3 separate regions of the Sus scrofa genome follow, and regions 2 and 3 are each linked to region 1. The links are chromatin contacts, called in public HiChIP or PLAC-seq maps. All regions are on one chromosome and are shown on one strand. Each heading gives the region's core, a stretch centred on a gene start, on an enhancer-like site or on the middle of the called end of the contact. The rest is flanking DNA. Distances are from core to core; before and after follow the strand shown.

Region 1 (4,859 bases), core at 1,656-4,155:
AACTAGATAAATCCTAAAAACATAATTTTGAGTGATAAAGCAAGTTGCAGAAAGATGGATTATTAAAGACATGACCATAAATGTTTTAAACTCACAAAAAATACTAGTTATTGTTCATGACACACAGCCAGGAGATAAATGCAACAATATGTGTGTAACGATACAACTTTGATAGGATACACAACAGTGGCTACCTCCATTAAAGTTGGAGGGGAATGGGATCAGGTTAGGGTAGAAAAGAGGCTTTAACTGTAAGATTTTCAGCATAAAATAAACTTTTAAAAATTTAGCTAAATGTCAACATTTATTAAATCTGAGCAGAGTTGACTACTGGTTGCTGTGTTATTCTGTGAATTTTTTTTTTTTGTTTGTATTTCAAATAGTTTGTCATTTTATAAAGCTACATTTTAAAAGGATATGTGGATGCAGTATTTTTTTTCCTCCTTTCCCCCATCTTTCTATCCAGGTATACAATTGTGCTAGCCATCTAGAGACCTGAAGATTAGTTCTGGTTCACAGAACTAATTACTGCACTGTGTGATGCTGAGCAAATCACTGAACATCTCTGAGCCTCAGTGTGCTCATCTGTAAAATGAGGACATTCACAGTGCTTATGTCTTAAAGAGCACGCTAGAACTAGACAGATTTGGATTTGATCCAGCCCCCCCCCCCCACCAGTTGTGAGATTTCAGTCTATTTACTTAAACTCTCTTAGAGGCACTATCTTAACTGATAAAATAGGAATAGAAATAGTATTTACCCCACAAACTTGTTATAAGACTAAAACAAAATGAAAAACTCTTAGCATACCATCAATAAAATAAAATTACAAAACCAACAGAAGATATATGCCAAGCACATAAGAGTCCAGTGATTGGTATCAAGAACATTTCATATACTCCAATAAATCATTAAGGAAACAAACACCCCAAAAGAAAAACAGGCAAAGGATAAAAAGAAAGAATTCATTAAGGGAGAAAGCTGACTTCAGTAAGCAGATGAAAAGATGCTCAACCTCACTAGAAATCAGGAAATCACATCTAAACCCTACACAGCCATCAGATGGGCAAAAGAAAAATTTAAATAAGACAATGACACATACTGGAGAGAATATGGGGCAGTAGGAATTCTCAAACCACAATGGTGGTGAATTGATGCCATCACTTTGGAGAGCAATTTGGCGACATCCAGGGAAGTTGAAGATGTTCTAACTTTATCACTTAGCTCCTGGGCATGTTGCATATGTAGATGTCTGTCTGTCTCTCTACCTACCTATCTCTATCTCTAAGAAAAACTCAACTCTCCCACATGTAGGCAAAGAACATGCATGTGTTGTAGCACCATCTGTAATATCACGAAGTTAGAAACCTCTATCATATTCTTCAAATGGACATTTTAAAATTTAGAAACAACTGTAACGACCTTCCTTTGATAGACTACCACACAGAATGGGGGATGGATGAAGCAGAGGTCCATGTTTTACAAGAGATGAATCTCACCAAAGCCAATGATATTGTATAGAGAAAGACTGAAAACAGTGAAAAATATACATACTGTCTATGGAAAAACACATGTGTAAAACATGCAATCATGCTTAGTAATAATAGAGACCAAATTTAAATGGAAGCTGTGAAGCTCAGAGAACAGAAAAGAGGAATGGGACTGAGGAAGTGCACGCTCTTTCTCTCTTTCTCTCTCATTTTAAAGTGAGGTAAGAAGATCTGAAGCCAATAGTGCATAAAGATATGACAGCGATGGTAGATACAAAGGCATTTGCTATCTTATTCTCTACATTTCCTGTTTGCTTGAAATATTTCACAATATCAGAACCCTGAGTTTTGCATATTTTAAAGATATCTATAGATATTATCATTTATTCCTAGGGGCCCTTCAGGCAGTTAGCACAAGTATTATTATCACTAGACAGACAGGGAAGGTGAGTGAGGAGTGGACACCGGGCTTAGTCTTTGAGGGCTCGAGACCCTCACCATCAAATTGCACTGCTCACTCCACTCATTCAGTAATTTATATGCACAGGGAACTGCAACTCGGTGCAGATGGGGGTGGGCGGATGAAAGGGAAGACGACCACTTCCCTTCTGGAACAAAGTGCAGCCTGAGGTAGGGCAATGACATAACTTGATTTATTTAAAAAAAAAAAAAAAAAAAAAAAAAAGGGAAGGAGCCAGGCCGCCCGGGGGTATCTGACAGCTTTTCAATGAATCTGTAACTCCCTCACAGAGGCGCTGACCATTCCCTGCGCATCTGCCGGGGAGGCGGAAGGGGCCAGAGGAAGTGAGAAAGTGACCTCAGTCCCAGCATCACTTCGCCTCCAGACCACCATCCTCTGAAGGGCAGGACACTGGGGGCAGGGAGGGGGCATGAGACCTGATGTCTAGTCCAGGATTGGTCCCTTAAGCTCTCTGGCTTTCAGCTCTAATTTTTTTTGGCCCTGCCCACATAATGCGCGAGTTCCTGGTCCAGGGATAGAACTGGAGACACAGCAGCTACCCGTAGAGTCTGAGCTCTTATTTAGAAAACTGAGGAGCAGAACTACCTACCATCTCGAGGTCAGTGAAATTCAAGAGTCTATCTCCCTTCTGGTTTTCAAGAGTTGTTCCTTAAAAACTTGGATCGCTTAAAATCCAAAAGCGGAGGTTCATACTTAATAGTTGCACATGGTTGTGAAGCTCATTCCTGGATATGTGGACATGTCACAGCGATGTCCTTTCCTCCTGATGACGTACACAAAATGCCAGGTAACAGTGCCAGACTCTTAAAGTCTCCATCCTGTGCCCAGCACCAATTCCACCAGTCGCCCTGGGGGCTGCTGGGTATGGAGGGCAAAGTGACAGTAGCTTCAACCAATCAGCAACTCACAGGCTCCCTCCCAGCTTCGGAGTAACACGTGCCTGGGGAGGTGGGGCGGTCCCCATCAATAACTTAGCCCCTGAAGCAGCTCCACGTGCACAGTTTAGGCTGGAAATAAGAATGCCCTGGCTGTAGGAACCGCCAAGAGTAGGGTGGGTAGCGGCCGGACGTTCCAGAATCTCCTCTAGAGAGCTTTAAAAACCCGAGACAATCTGACATATCTGAGATTTTCTTTTTTCTTTCTTTTCCTTTTTTTTTTTTTTGCAACCCTGGCAGATGGTCCTGGGGCCTCTCTTCCCAGGCATACCCAGTCCTGCCCTTTACTTTCTCTTTCCTCTAATATGAGAGATGCCTCTTATTTTCCTGTCCCTCCCCTCCCCCCGGGGCAGGGGAGCACTCTTTCTGCAATCCCTTAGGCTTGTTTTCATTTGATTCCTTGCCTCCTCACACCTTTCCTTGTTATTTTATGGAAAGCTGGTCAAAGGTCAGAGTTGCCCAATTACCCACATAGTTGGGTGGTGGCATCAGATACCCAGGCAAACAGAGGGAGGATTCCAGTTCCAGCCCTGACTCCAAAGCTGGATGGAAACAGAGAAAATATGCTGTTGCTAACAATCCATTGTAAATGAAAATACGATCCCAGTAATTGATTTTAAATAGATTTTTTAAAGAATCCTTGGCCGCATTTCATCAAGAATACAGAGTTTCAAAAGCGTTCATTCCAGGGTTGGATTCCCCCCCCCCCCTTTCTTCTGGCTTAAACCCCAAATGGCCAAGATTCAAGTCTGAATAAACAGTGTGGGTGGTGACTGTTCTGTGAGGCCCAGTAGAGGATGCAACCACTTTCTTATTCGGTTCAGCATTAAATCATGTGAAACGAGCCTGATGACTCCACAGAACTTTTCCTCAGTAATGGAGGGCAGCATAACATGTCCTGTTTCTCTGCTTCTCAGGGAGGGGAAAAAAATTAATTCTCCTCACTGCGAAGGTTTAATTATGTATAAAGTTCATTGACCTCACAGGCGGCTGTCAGATGATCTTGCAAAGGCCTGTGAAAGGCATCCTAGGAATGCAGTGATGTGGGCAGAAACCCAGTGGATTCATGCCACCGAGGGCTTGAAAGGGGAAGGAATCAGAGGCCGTCCAGAAAGACTCCAGTGAAAACAGAACTTGAGGCTAATCAGTCATTTCATCTCACTTCAGCATTTCTAGGCCCTCCAGAGGGTAAAAAGGTATAAATCAGAAACTCAGGACAAACCCCGAAGGGACGGGGCCCATGACATCGGGGCTCTGCCACAGATGGCTGCAAATGTGTGGACTTGCAGTGTTCTTTCCCCATTTTGGAGGTAATGCCTTCTGACTTCCCTGCTACTGACAGGAAAAGAAAATGAGGAAACGATCCCATTCATAAATATACGGTGGGGCCTGAAGGAGACAGCAGAGTCGGTGTTTACTTGGCCAGTTGTGACGGAAAACGGCACCCAGCAGTGTAGGCAGCGACTTTATCTGTTTGTCAGCAAATGCCCTAAAGCTTGCTCTTCACACGCAAGGGATGGATTTTTCCTCTTTGGGCTTGGGGTGGGGGTGGGGCGCAAGATGAGCTTCCAGAACACATGTCCCTCTTCTAGTCTTTACCTGAGGCCTACCCCTGTGAAGTGGCACCCAGCTCCCGTGAAGGCAGAGCACTGAGGAAACTTTAGGAGACACTGAGGGCTAGTTGGGGCATCTTGGCAACCTGGGGCTGGAGCCCCAGGGGGATGCTGCTAGGGTCTGGGTGTTGGGGGGCAACTTCAGGGGCCCTCCTACTCAGGGAGGAAATGGGAAATATTTCAGTTTGATGCTTCCTAGGATAAAGTGTACTAGTTGGAATTCAGTATCATTTGCTTTCAGTAGCTTTCTCAACAAACACACTCACTTTATCAGTTGAAAGAGTATGCTTTTAGTGGGGGAAACCTCGCAGGGCTGTGTTCTAACATAAATTAGCTGCAC
Region 2 (4,859 bases), core at 1,217-3,716, 96 kb before region 1:
TAGAGCACAGAATGCCAGCCTGTAGGGAGAGAGGCGTCCATAGTGCCTAGGCACCTTGAGAAGGGTGAGGGGAAAGCTCAAAGGTACTGTGGGGGCAATGATTTCAGGCCCCCTCTTTTCACTCTCATTTCAGGAAATATGGAGACCCTACATACCTGCCAGGCACCAAGAGATGAAAAATAGACTCAAAGCTTTTTTTTTTTTTTTTTTTTTTTTTGTCTTTTTATGGCCGCTCCTGCAGCATATGGAGGTTCCCAGGCTAGGGGTCAAATTGCAGCTGTAGCTGCTGGCCTATACCACAGCCACAGCAACACGGATCCGAGCCACATCTGTGACCTACACCACAGCTCACGCCGGATCCTTAACCCACTGTCAAAGCTCAAAGATTTTATGTAATGGAGTGGGATAGACAGTAAACAAAAACACATGTATCATATAGTGTATTAGAGAGTGGTAAGTGCTAAGGGGAAAAATAAAACAGCAAAGGCAGTTAGATATATTTGCTTTGCAATTTTAGCTACCATGGCCATTCATAAAAATAATTTTTAAAAACCCCAACCATTCCTCTGGAGGCTTGCTATATGCCCTCAGAATATCTGACACGCATTATTTTATTTATTCTCATAGCCATCTTATGGAGTCATTTTCTTTGTTCTGAGGAAAAAAAAAAAAAAAAGCTGAGATCATTGAATGCCCATTTCTCAGAGTTGCTGGGGTAGGTTCCATGTCTGGACCCATGTCATTGGACAATGCTCTAAATATTTCTGAATCTATAAAACAGTAAAGGCAATATTTTTAACTTGGTGTGAATAATCAGGCATGAAGAAGAAAATGAGATGTAGTCCCAGTTACCCCCAAAACCTGGAATTAGAGTACAGATTTCAGTATGGGAGACAGTAAATACAGAGCCTTCCCGCATCACTGTGTGGAGGATGGCCTGATGGTGTTCACCGTGTTTTGTCTGTTTGGGGCAAGTACTGCAGTAGAGGGACAAGGTGTCATCTTTGCTTCCTAGTGGTATGCATGGTCTTGGTATGTAGGTGCTTAATAAATGTTTACTCAATTAACAAGTAAAGTTTTCTGAAGCCAATCATTGGTTTGAATTTTGTGTTGGGCCTAATACTTCACCCAGATGCTTACTCTGCCTGCTTGAAATCATCCCTTCTACATACCACAACTTCTGAGAATCTTGCAGTAGTCTCAAAGGTAAGAGTTTAAGGTATCATTAAGGGAACTTTCCACATTGTTAAATATATATGTACACAATTATTTTTCCTGACTGCATAATATTCCATCGATATATCATATATCTGGGTTGTTCTTTATTCAACCAATTCTTTATTTGGATTGTTTAAAATTTTTGCCATCCATCATAAACAACATTATGATACATGTTTGTATGTAAATTATTGTCTACTTGTTTGGATTTTTTTTTTTGAGACAAATTTCCAGAGGTGAACTCAGAAGACCAGTCATCAAAATTGCTTCCCATAGTCACAAACGGTTTGTGCTGAGCCATCCTTGCTTTCTCCCTGTGACCATGGCACCTTTTTGAAAAGACAGGCAAGGGTTTGGGTCAACAGTTCTCACTGGAGATGGTCTTGCACCCCACCCCCGCAGGGGACCTTTGACAATCCCTGCAAACATTGTTGGTAGTCACAGACTGGAGTAAGGATGTTACTGGCATCTAATGGGTCGAGGCCAGGGATGCTGTCCAGTGACCGACAATGCACAGGACTGCCCTCACCACAAAGAATTATCTAGCCCAACATGTCAATAGTGCTGAGGCTGAGAAACCCTGTGAACAAAGGTTTAGAAGAAACTCTGTGATCACAGCCCATAGAAGACCCAATGGTCAATCTAGTGTGCCAACAGTTTTCCTTAAATCAGCACAAGATAAGTTAGCCTGGACAAGTAACTGCTCCCTCCCCAACAAGTGCAGGAGCTCTACCTTCAGATGTACTGGGTTAACTTTACCAGGAGAGGGCGCAAGGGCTTTCTTTCTTAACCTGCTTAAATTTTCCAAGTTTGAGCCTTAGTGCAAAGCAAGGCAATAGACATAAATGAAGTATGGGCTTAATGCCCTTAAAGCAGAACTAATAATCATGATTGTTTGTCAAGACACCTACCTTCTCTCTGTAAAAGTGGAATAAATGGGGCAGAAAGGATCAGGATCTACTTAGAGAAACTGCCTCTTACAAAGTGCATCCCAGGATCACACGGACATACAGCAATCATCTAACATCCCTTCCCCTCCATGCTGTTCTCTCTGAGGGATGGGCGGGCTGGAACCCCTAATAGCCCAGCCAAAGGAGGCCCAAATTCCTAGGAGTGCTGGCCCTGGGCCTTATGCAGTTTGGCTTGACATTGAGAGGGTCAGTGGTTGGATCCTGTATCCCCTTGGTTATTAATGGAGTTTTCTGAGGCAGAATAGGAAACAGACTAAGGCCTTGGCCTTCTGCCCTTTCTGGCCTAAGAGCCACCCTGGAAAAGTGCAGGAAGAAAGGGCAATCTCAGGCTGCTCTGCCTGATGCACGTACCAGTGGGAAGAAACACCCCTCCAAATACCTCCCCCTCTCTGGGCTGGACTAATTCCCTCTCCCAAGCTCTGGCCCCTCATGTAAATAACTGTGTTTCTAATGGACCTAATGGCCCACTTCTGATGTGCACTGGAAGGAAAAACTCACCTCTAAAGTGGGATGAGCTAAAGTGGCATCTCTTAATCCAAAGAATGAGCACAGAGACGCTGACACAGCCCCCAAGAGTCTGGGGACTAGTTCTGAACTTGGGGGGAGGTGGTCTGTGTGAAATCCCAGCTTTGACATTTTATTGCTTATGACCTTGAACAAATTACCCCTCCTTGAGCCTCATTTATTTCACCCAGAAAATTGGTTGTTGTGAAGATAAACGTAGGTGACTCAAAGCCATTTGTAAATGTGGCCCGGAGTGTGAACTATTGGAGGCATTAACTCACTCTCTGTTCTGTCCTCTTGCAAACCTGCTACATCCCTCCTTAAACCACCCTTCCCTCCAGATGGTCTACAGAACCTGCTAGTTCCAGAAGCACTTTAGTAGCTCCCTCTAAGGTGTCTCTTCCTTCCTTCCTTCCGTGTTCTCTTCCTCCCCCCCACCCCCACCCCCCGCCTTCCTTCCCTTGGTGATTTCTATAGAAATTGTGAATTAAAATGTATACATGATGTGCTTTGATGGAAGATTGGAAGCAATAACACACGCTCAACTCTACTTCCTCATAAATTATTAAGTCACGTTGTAGGGCCGAGGTGTGCCCTGAGATCGAATCTGTCCTTTACAGTTTGCCATCTATGATTCTAAAGTGTAAAACAGACCCTGTGGTTTCAGGCATGAAGATCCTAAAAGCTACTTTCATGGAGAGTCTTCTCGCTTTTCCAAACATCCTGATTAGGGTGATTTCCGAAGTCTGTTTGAACAGTCTGTCATTATTTGTTTAAGTTTGAAAGCTGTTTTAAATAAACACATGCTCATTTTATGTATTAAAAGCAACAAAGGGGGAAAAAGAAAACCTGGGACATCATCACGTGACTCGGACCAAATCCCAATCTATATATTTGGGAGGCACAGCAGCCCCTGCTCGTGTCAGGACTGGTGAGGGCTCTGTCCCGCCTCGGGGGTGCACACAGAGATCAGTGATCCATGGGGATCACCTCCCTCGTGACAACCTTATAAAAACAAAAAAGGCAAACCATAGTAACGCAAAACTGAGCTGGATGTTACTTCCACGGAAGTTCAGATTGCCTGCACCATATAGTAAAGATAGCACCCTCTTTTCAGGAGTTCCCGCTATTGCTTAGTGTAAATGAATCCTGACTATATCCATGAGGAAGCGGATTCGATCCCTGGCCTTGCTCAGTGGGTTAAGGATCTGGTGTCCCCACAAGCCACGGCGTAGGTCTCAGATGCAGCTCGGTTCTGGCATTGCTGTAGCTCCAATTTGACCCCTAGCCTGGAAACTTCCATATGCTACACCCGAGGCCATAAAAAAGCAAAAAAATAAAGTATTGCCTTTTTACATAGATGGGAGAAATGAAATGTAGACAGGTAAATTACTCACGGCACACACTAATAAGCCTAGAGGAGCTGGAGAGGGATGGGGCTGGGCTGTCGTCTCCAGCCTCTCGGGCTGGTGGGGTTAGAATACCAGCCAGTACTTGGTTTTATCTCCCTAGGCCCCTCCTCCTCCTTGCCTGCAACTGGCTTCCTCCCATCCCAATCTTCCTCTGTGCCCTGACCTTGATCCATTTCTCCCCCCACCCCCCGCCACCTCTGGCCTCCAGGTGTTGCTGACAAAGATTGCCCAACCATGTTGACTGGGCCGTCTCTCAATTTATGGGCTCCACACTCAGAGAGTTCTAGAAAGCACTCGGCACTCAGCACTCCCTTGCCCGGGATCTCGCCTCTGTTTCTTTCCATGACGATTCCAAACAGCAACTCTTTTCTCATGTGTTACCTGCACTGTTTAGCAGTCACCTCTTTCTTTGAGCAAATCGGGCTGTTGGGCGGGAATTACTGCAGCTTCCTACCTGGGTGCCCCCATCAACTCACATCTCTGTCTGTCCTCCCCGCTCCTTTCCACCGCACACTTGTTCCACTCATCCTCCATCAATTATCCCTGCTCACAACTATATTGTCAACCTCATCCTCCTTCTGTCTTTTTCCTTGGCCTATGAATGTTCAGATTTGCTCAGAATGTCCACACCGATGCCGGGTTCCATCCTGAAAGTTATCTCCTCTGCCTTGCCCTCCAAGATAAACTGATCACCCACCTACATCGGTGGCCTTTCCACCCACACTTTAATCCACTCGGCCTGGCTGCTTCCTCC
Region 3 (4,859 bases), core at 1,658-4,157, 78 kb after region 1:
GAAAAAAAAAAATATGCTCACACATGTTCTTCAAAGATACAGGCATTAATCACTTCAACTAAAGTCAGAGCACAGGAATCCATAGCTAAGAATCAATTCTTCTATGCTTTATATAGATACTGTAGATTCACGTTTATCCAGCAGAGAAGACCCAAAATGATGTGAATTCTAGTTGGTGAAAAGTAAGACAGTAAAATTCCAGTAAACCTCAAAATCATACACAAGTTATAGAAATAGAACACAAAGCGTGCAGCGAATGCAAATTCTGCCACTGATGAAATAAACACCCATAGATGAGTGTTCTTCAAGACAATGGGTCATGCCCACTGGGAATGTGGCTCACATTGCAGCTTGGAATGGCCGGACTTTTGGAAAGTCAACTTACAATTTACCTTTTCACAAACATCCAAGATTTTCAGGGAAATAGGCTCCATTGGTTTTCCTCTTTGGGTAGATGTTACCAAGTGAGGAGAAGGCATGACCTTGGTCTTCTGGGGGAGTCTGTTCTTCTAATTGGGTGGTTCTCACATCTTAGTACAAAGAAGAAACCCCCAGAGGGGCTTATTTCTGATGCAGATTCCCAGGGCCCAGCCTGAGGTCAGTTTATGAGTTGGCCCTGTCTCTGATTTCAAGGAGCTACTCAGGCCAGGTACAGTAATGCTGGGGATCCTTGGACTCCCAGTTTGAAAAACACTGAAGGGATACCATTATCCCAAGAGCCTACTGAATAGCAAAGCCTGGATCTTTGAAACTCAACGGTTGGCAAGCAAGGCAAACAGTTTTGGCGGGAAGGAATGATCACAGTACGGTTGGCAGGGAGAGAGCTCTGAACAGGGGAAATGGGGAGGGAAGCCACAAACCTGATTTTATAGCACTGGCTCATCCGCCCGCCCTTGGTCGAGCAGCCCACCCACACTCCAACCACTGCATCTCAGACCCTTAACGCGCAGCCCAGACTCACATTCAACCACACATGCACCTACCCAGCCTCCGTTATCCTGGATCCAGGTGTGCAGGTGCCGGTTCAGGTACTCAGTCATCCACAGGGCGATGTTGTCCACCAGGGGCGACATCTCCCGGTTGACGCTCTCCACACACATGACCCCACCGAACTCAAAGAAGGCCACAATCCTCCCCCAGTTCACCCCATCCCTGAAGAGCTCCTCCACCACCGTGGCAAAGCGTCCCCTCGCGGTGAAGGGAGTCAGGTGCAGCTGGCTGGACATCTCGGCAAAGTCGCGGCGGTAGCGACGAGAGAAGTCATCGCCGGCCTGGCGCAGGGTCAGGTGGACCACAGGTGGCACCGGGCTGAGTACAGGCCCCGCGGCGGCGGCGGCGGCGGCGGTGGCGGCGGGGGCGGTCGGGGTCGGCGGCGGCGAGGTCCTGGCGGGAGCGGGGGTTCGCCCGGGCTGGGAGGAGAAGATGCCCGGTGCGGGAGCGGCCCCCGGGGACGCGGCGCCCGCGTCTCCGGCATCCCACTCGTAGCCCCTCTGCGACAGCTTATAGTGGATGTACTTCATCACTATTTCCCGGTTATCATACCCTGTTCTCCCAGCGTGCGCCATCCTTTCCCAGAGGAAAAGCAGCCGGGTACCAACAGCACCTCTCGCCCCCGCTTCCCACCCCACGGCCCCGAAAGAGAGAATAGTTATAATCCAGCTATTTTATTGGATGTGCTTTGCATTCTTGGTTGAGGGGGTGTCTTCAGTCACGCGGAACACTTGATTCTGGTGTTTCCCTCTTGGCATGAGATGCAGGAAATTTTTATTTAAATTCCTTTCGGATCTTTAGTTCATGAGGCACATTATTAATTATTGTTAATATCAGTCTACTTCCCCCGTGATGCTGAAAGGTTAAAAAAACTAATCAGTCAAAATCAGGTGCATTTCCCTTTATACACTGGGTGAAAGCAGGGCTTAACACACTACAAGTTACACAGCTGAAAAGAATGTATTAAACTGCCTGGAAATTAAACTTACTCGAATGCACTTAAAAGTTAAAATCTCAAATGTTTCCATTGAAAGTTACATTAAGCCAATTTTCTGTGCAAAGAACTTACTTGTATTTTTTAAGGACAGCATGATCCTCTGTCAAGTTTCCTTTTTGTGAAAACAAAACAAATGCATAAGGCAAAGATTCCATCAATCTTCAGAACTCTCCAGTTATAGCTGCTTTGAAACTTCCAAATGAATCAGGAGCTGGGGGAGGAGGTGTAAAAATTAGGAGAATTTCCAGTTTGATTCCCAGACTTCTCCTTTACAGAAATGTCAATCCGTAGGAATCCCAACCAGAGATCTCAAGAGCACGAGAAAAGAAAGGCAGCGGCGGCGGCAGATGAATTACAATTTTCAGTCCGGGATTTGCAGAAGTCCTGTGATTTTTCCCCTCTCGGCAATTTACACACGCACACACACGCGCGGGCACGGACATGGATTTCTATCCGCGGGGCCGCTTCACGCCTCCACGGGAGAGAGACAGGGACCGGGGGCCGGTGGACGAGCCGGGGACGGGGACAGGAATCCTCTTCTGATTAAACTCCGAACGGCAAATGCATTTTCCGAAAAGCTGCTTGATAAATGAAGGCTGGACGCACCCGGCCCGCCGGTGCCGAGCGCGAGAAGCCCGCGCTGTGTGTGGTGCGGCGAGGGGTGGGGAGAAGGAGGTGGTGGGGGAGGGTTTTATTTTTTCCCTCTTTTCCTAAAAAGGATGACTGCTACGAAGTTCTCCCCCCTGGACCCCCTCTTCCGCTGCACCCCACCGGCGCACCCCGCCTCCGGGCTGCGCACCCTTTCTCCTCCTCCTGCTCCTGCGCGGCAGAGCTGGCTGCGCCCGCCTCCCCCGCGCTCCCGCTCAGGGCGATGACGGCCGCGCCGGCGGGGAGGGCTCGGCTCCCGGCACCTTCGCTGGCAGCGGCGGCGGCGGCGGCGGCGGCGGCAGCGGCGGCGGCTCGGCGGGGAAACCGAGCTTGGCGGGCGGGAGCCCGGCGGGCGGGGGCCAGCGCAGGGAGGAAGGGGGCGGGCGCGGGGCCGGGGGGGCTGGCCTCTTACTTCATTCTCCTCTAACCGACTGGTTTCCTGTATGTACGTCACACTGTTCATTCAAAAAAAGAAGAAAGAAAGAGCCCTCCTCGGAGCCGCCCCACCGCCCCCTCCGCCCCCTCCGCCCCGCTCCCCTTCCCTGGGTTAAAGGAGCCGCGGCCGGCTCTGGAGCGGCGCGCCCCGCGGGGACACATGGCGCGCAGGGCCGCGGCCGGGGAGGGCGAGCCCGGGACAGCCCCCGCCCGCCCGCTCGCTCAGCCTGCCCGCTGGGCCCAGCCGGTGGGTGGCGCGGGCGGCGCAGGCCTCCCGCGCGGCCGCGGCGCGGTGGGTGTGCGCGGGGCCTCTTCGGGCCTTCGGAGGGCCCGGCGAGCGGCCAGGGCCGCCGGGGGAACCGCACGCGGCCGGATGGGTGGCTGCTAGGGGACGGGGGTGGGCGCCAAGAAAACAAGCGCCAGTAATCACTTCGGCCCTAACCGCGCGCGCGCTCCCGTGTGTGTGTGTGTGTGTGTGTGTGTGTGTGTGTGTACACACAAGCCCTTGTGTGTGTGTACACACAGCAGCCCCTGTGTGTGTACACACCAGCGCTTGGCAGATGCTGACCGAAGCAAAGAGACCTCAGCGCTGCCCTCCGAACGGAGGCGACGCTGCTGCACATTCATCAGCGAGGGAAGCCCCAAGCGTGTGTTTACTTTCAAGTTGCTTCCTAGGTGTCCACGCAGAGAATACACTTCGGTGACACCATCCATGACCAAAGCCAGACATAGCTCTCAGTGGCCCGGCAGAGGGATTAGTGGGGTATATACCAAGGGCTTTCAAGTGGTTAAGTCAATGTTTTTCCTCTACTAACAGTCTGGGCACTGGGTTAGGGGCTGCCCGCCACGCTACCGTGGGAGGCTACAGGGCTACCTTAAGGCCCCAAGCCCCCAAACCAGGGTAAGTGGGTCCACGGCCACCTAGCAGCCAATCTAGATAGCTGCACCTTCTCGAGTTATTTATACACAAACACAGACTCGCACACGCACTATATACACATTTTTTTTTATTCACAAGCATGAACAGCCCCCAGGAGAAAGGCACAAAGAGCAAACAAGTGGCATGTGTTTATTTTTATCTCTAAGAGTCTTTGACAAATAAAGCACCAAGAAAAATTTACAAATAGCAGGGTAGCTTACCTAATAGAACTCAAGAACAAACATATAGGGATACTGGATTGTTGTGATCATAGAAACATGACACGTGAGTACTGCCACAAGTACAAATATGTTCTCACACTACCTTTATTTTGTCTCATTCCTAATCTAAAATCAAAGCATTCATTCTTTGGCAAAATAAGCACAGCAAATTATTTTCCTTTCTTCACCCATCAAAGCCAATCAGCTAACAATGCCAAGCCTCTTGCATATAGGAATGGATGTCTGGTACAAATGTCTTATCCTGGCAAGAGAGAATGAATGAAGATGGTACTTCCTGCCTCCCAACTGTGACAGTGTCGCCTTTTATCCATGGCAGCGGCGTGGAGGTATGCTGTCCTGGAGAGAGACACTGGGTATCGATTGATCTGGGCTCTCTGTTCACATAAAGAGCAGAAACCTGTGCTAATGCCACACATCACGGTTTAGGAATCATGAGAGAACCTTGTTTGAGAACCTTGTCAAACCCTCAAGATTACTTAAGGGGAACTGAAAGCCTTAGTGCTTCTGAGACCCAGCATGTGAGTAAGGAAATGAAAGGCCAGAGCTGGAAAAGAGATTGTACTTCTACAGAGCGGGCAACCGGAAGGAAACAGATACCCTATTCCCAGAGAAAGAAAAGCTTCCTTTT

Evidence for each region. HiChIP or PLAC-seq counts read pairs in DNA pulled down with a chosen protein or histone mark.
Region 2: an H3K27ac HiChIP or PLAC-seq map of skeletal muscle shows a contact between it and region 1, with 2.5 times the contacts expected there. The contact joins two enhancer-like sites. A contact is called at or near these places in 5 of 47 Hi-C or Micro-C datasets (heart right ventricle, liver and skeletal muscle) and 1 of 2 datasets of contacts at active chromatin or transcription factors (skeletal muscle).
Region 3: a contact with region 1 is called in an H3K27ac HiChIP or PLAC-seq map of skeletal muscle. The contact joins the promoter of BCL2 here to the enhancer-like site in region 1. A contact is called at or near these places in 1 of 5 promoter capture datasets (liver), 14 of 47 Hi-C or Micro-C datasets (alveolar macrophages, embryonic fibroblasts, fetal liver and 8 more) and 2 of 2 datasets of contacts at active chromatin or transcription factors (alveolar macrophages and skeletal muscle).

What each region holds. Positions count from the first base shown.
Region 1 is chr1:158,413,892-158,418,750 of Sscrofa11.1, reverse strand. The region is part of intron 1 of BCL2 (apoptosis regulator Bcl-2); the gene reads right to left. Among named protein-coding and RNA genes, the nearest start is that of BCL2, 79 kb to the right of the region's middle. Within about 2 kb of position 2,905, at least 54 of the 83 cell types and tissues checked have an H3K27ac peak or open chromatin away from gene starts, as enhancers often do. A contact at or near this core is called in alveolar macrophages, embryonic fibroblasts, fetal liver and 6 more, where this site is marked.
Region 2 is chr1:158,509,373-158,514,231 of Sscrofa11.1, reverse strand. All of the region lies in intron 1 of BCL2 (apoptosis regulator Bcl-2), which reads right to left. Among named protein-coding and RNA genes, the nearest start is that of BCL2, 170 kb to the right of the region's middle. Within about 2 kb of position 2,466, at least 12 of the 83 cell types and tissues checked have an H3K27ac peak or open chromatin away from gene starts, as enhancers often do. A contact at or near this core is called in skeletal muscle, where this site is marked.
Region 3 is chr1:158,335,451-158,340,309 of Sscrofa11.1, reverse strand. It overlaps BCL2 (apoptosis regulator Bcl-2), which reads right to left and starts at 2,907. Exons shown (of 2, transcript XM_021099593.1): 1 at 984-2,907. The coding sequence starts at 1,565.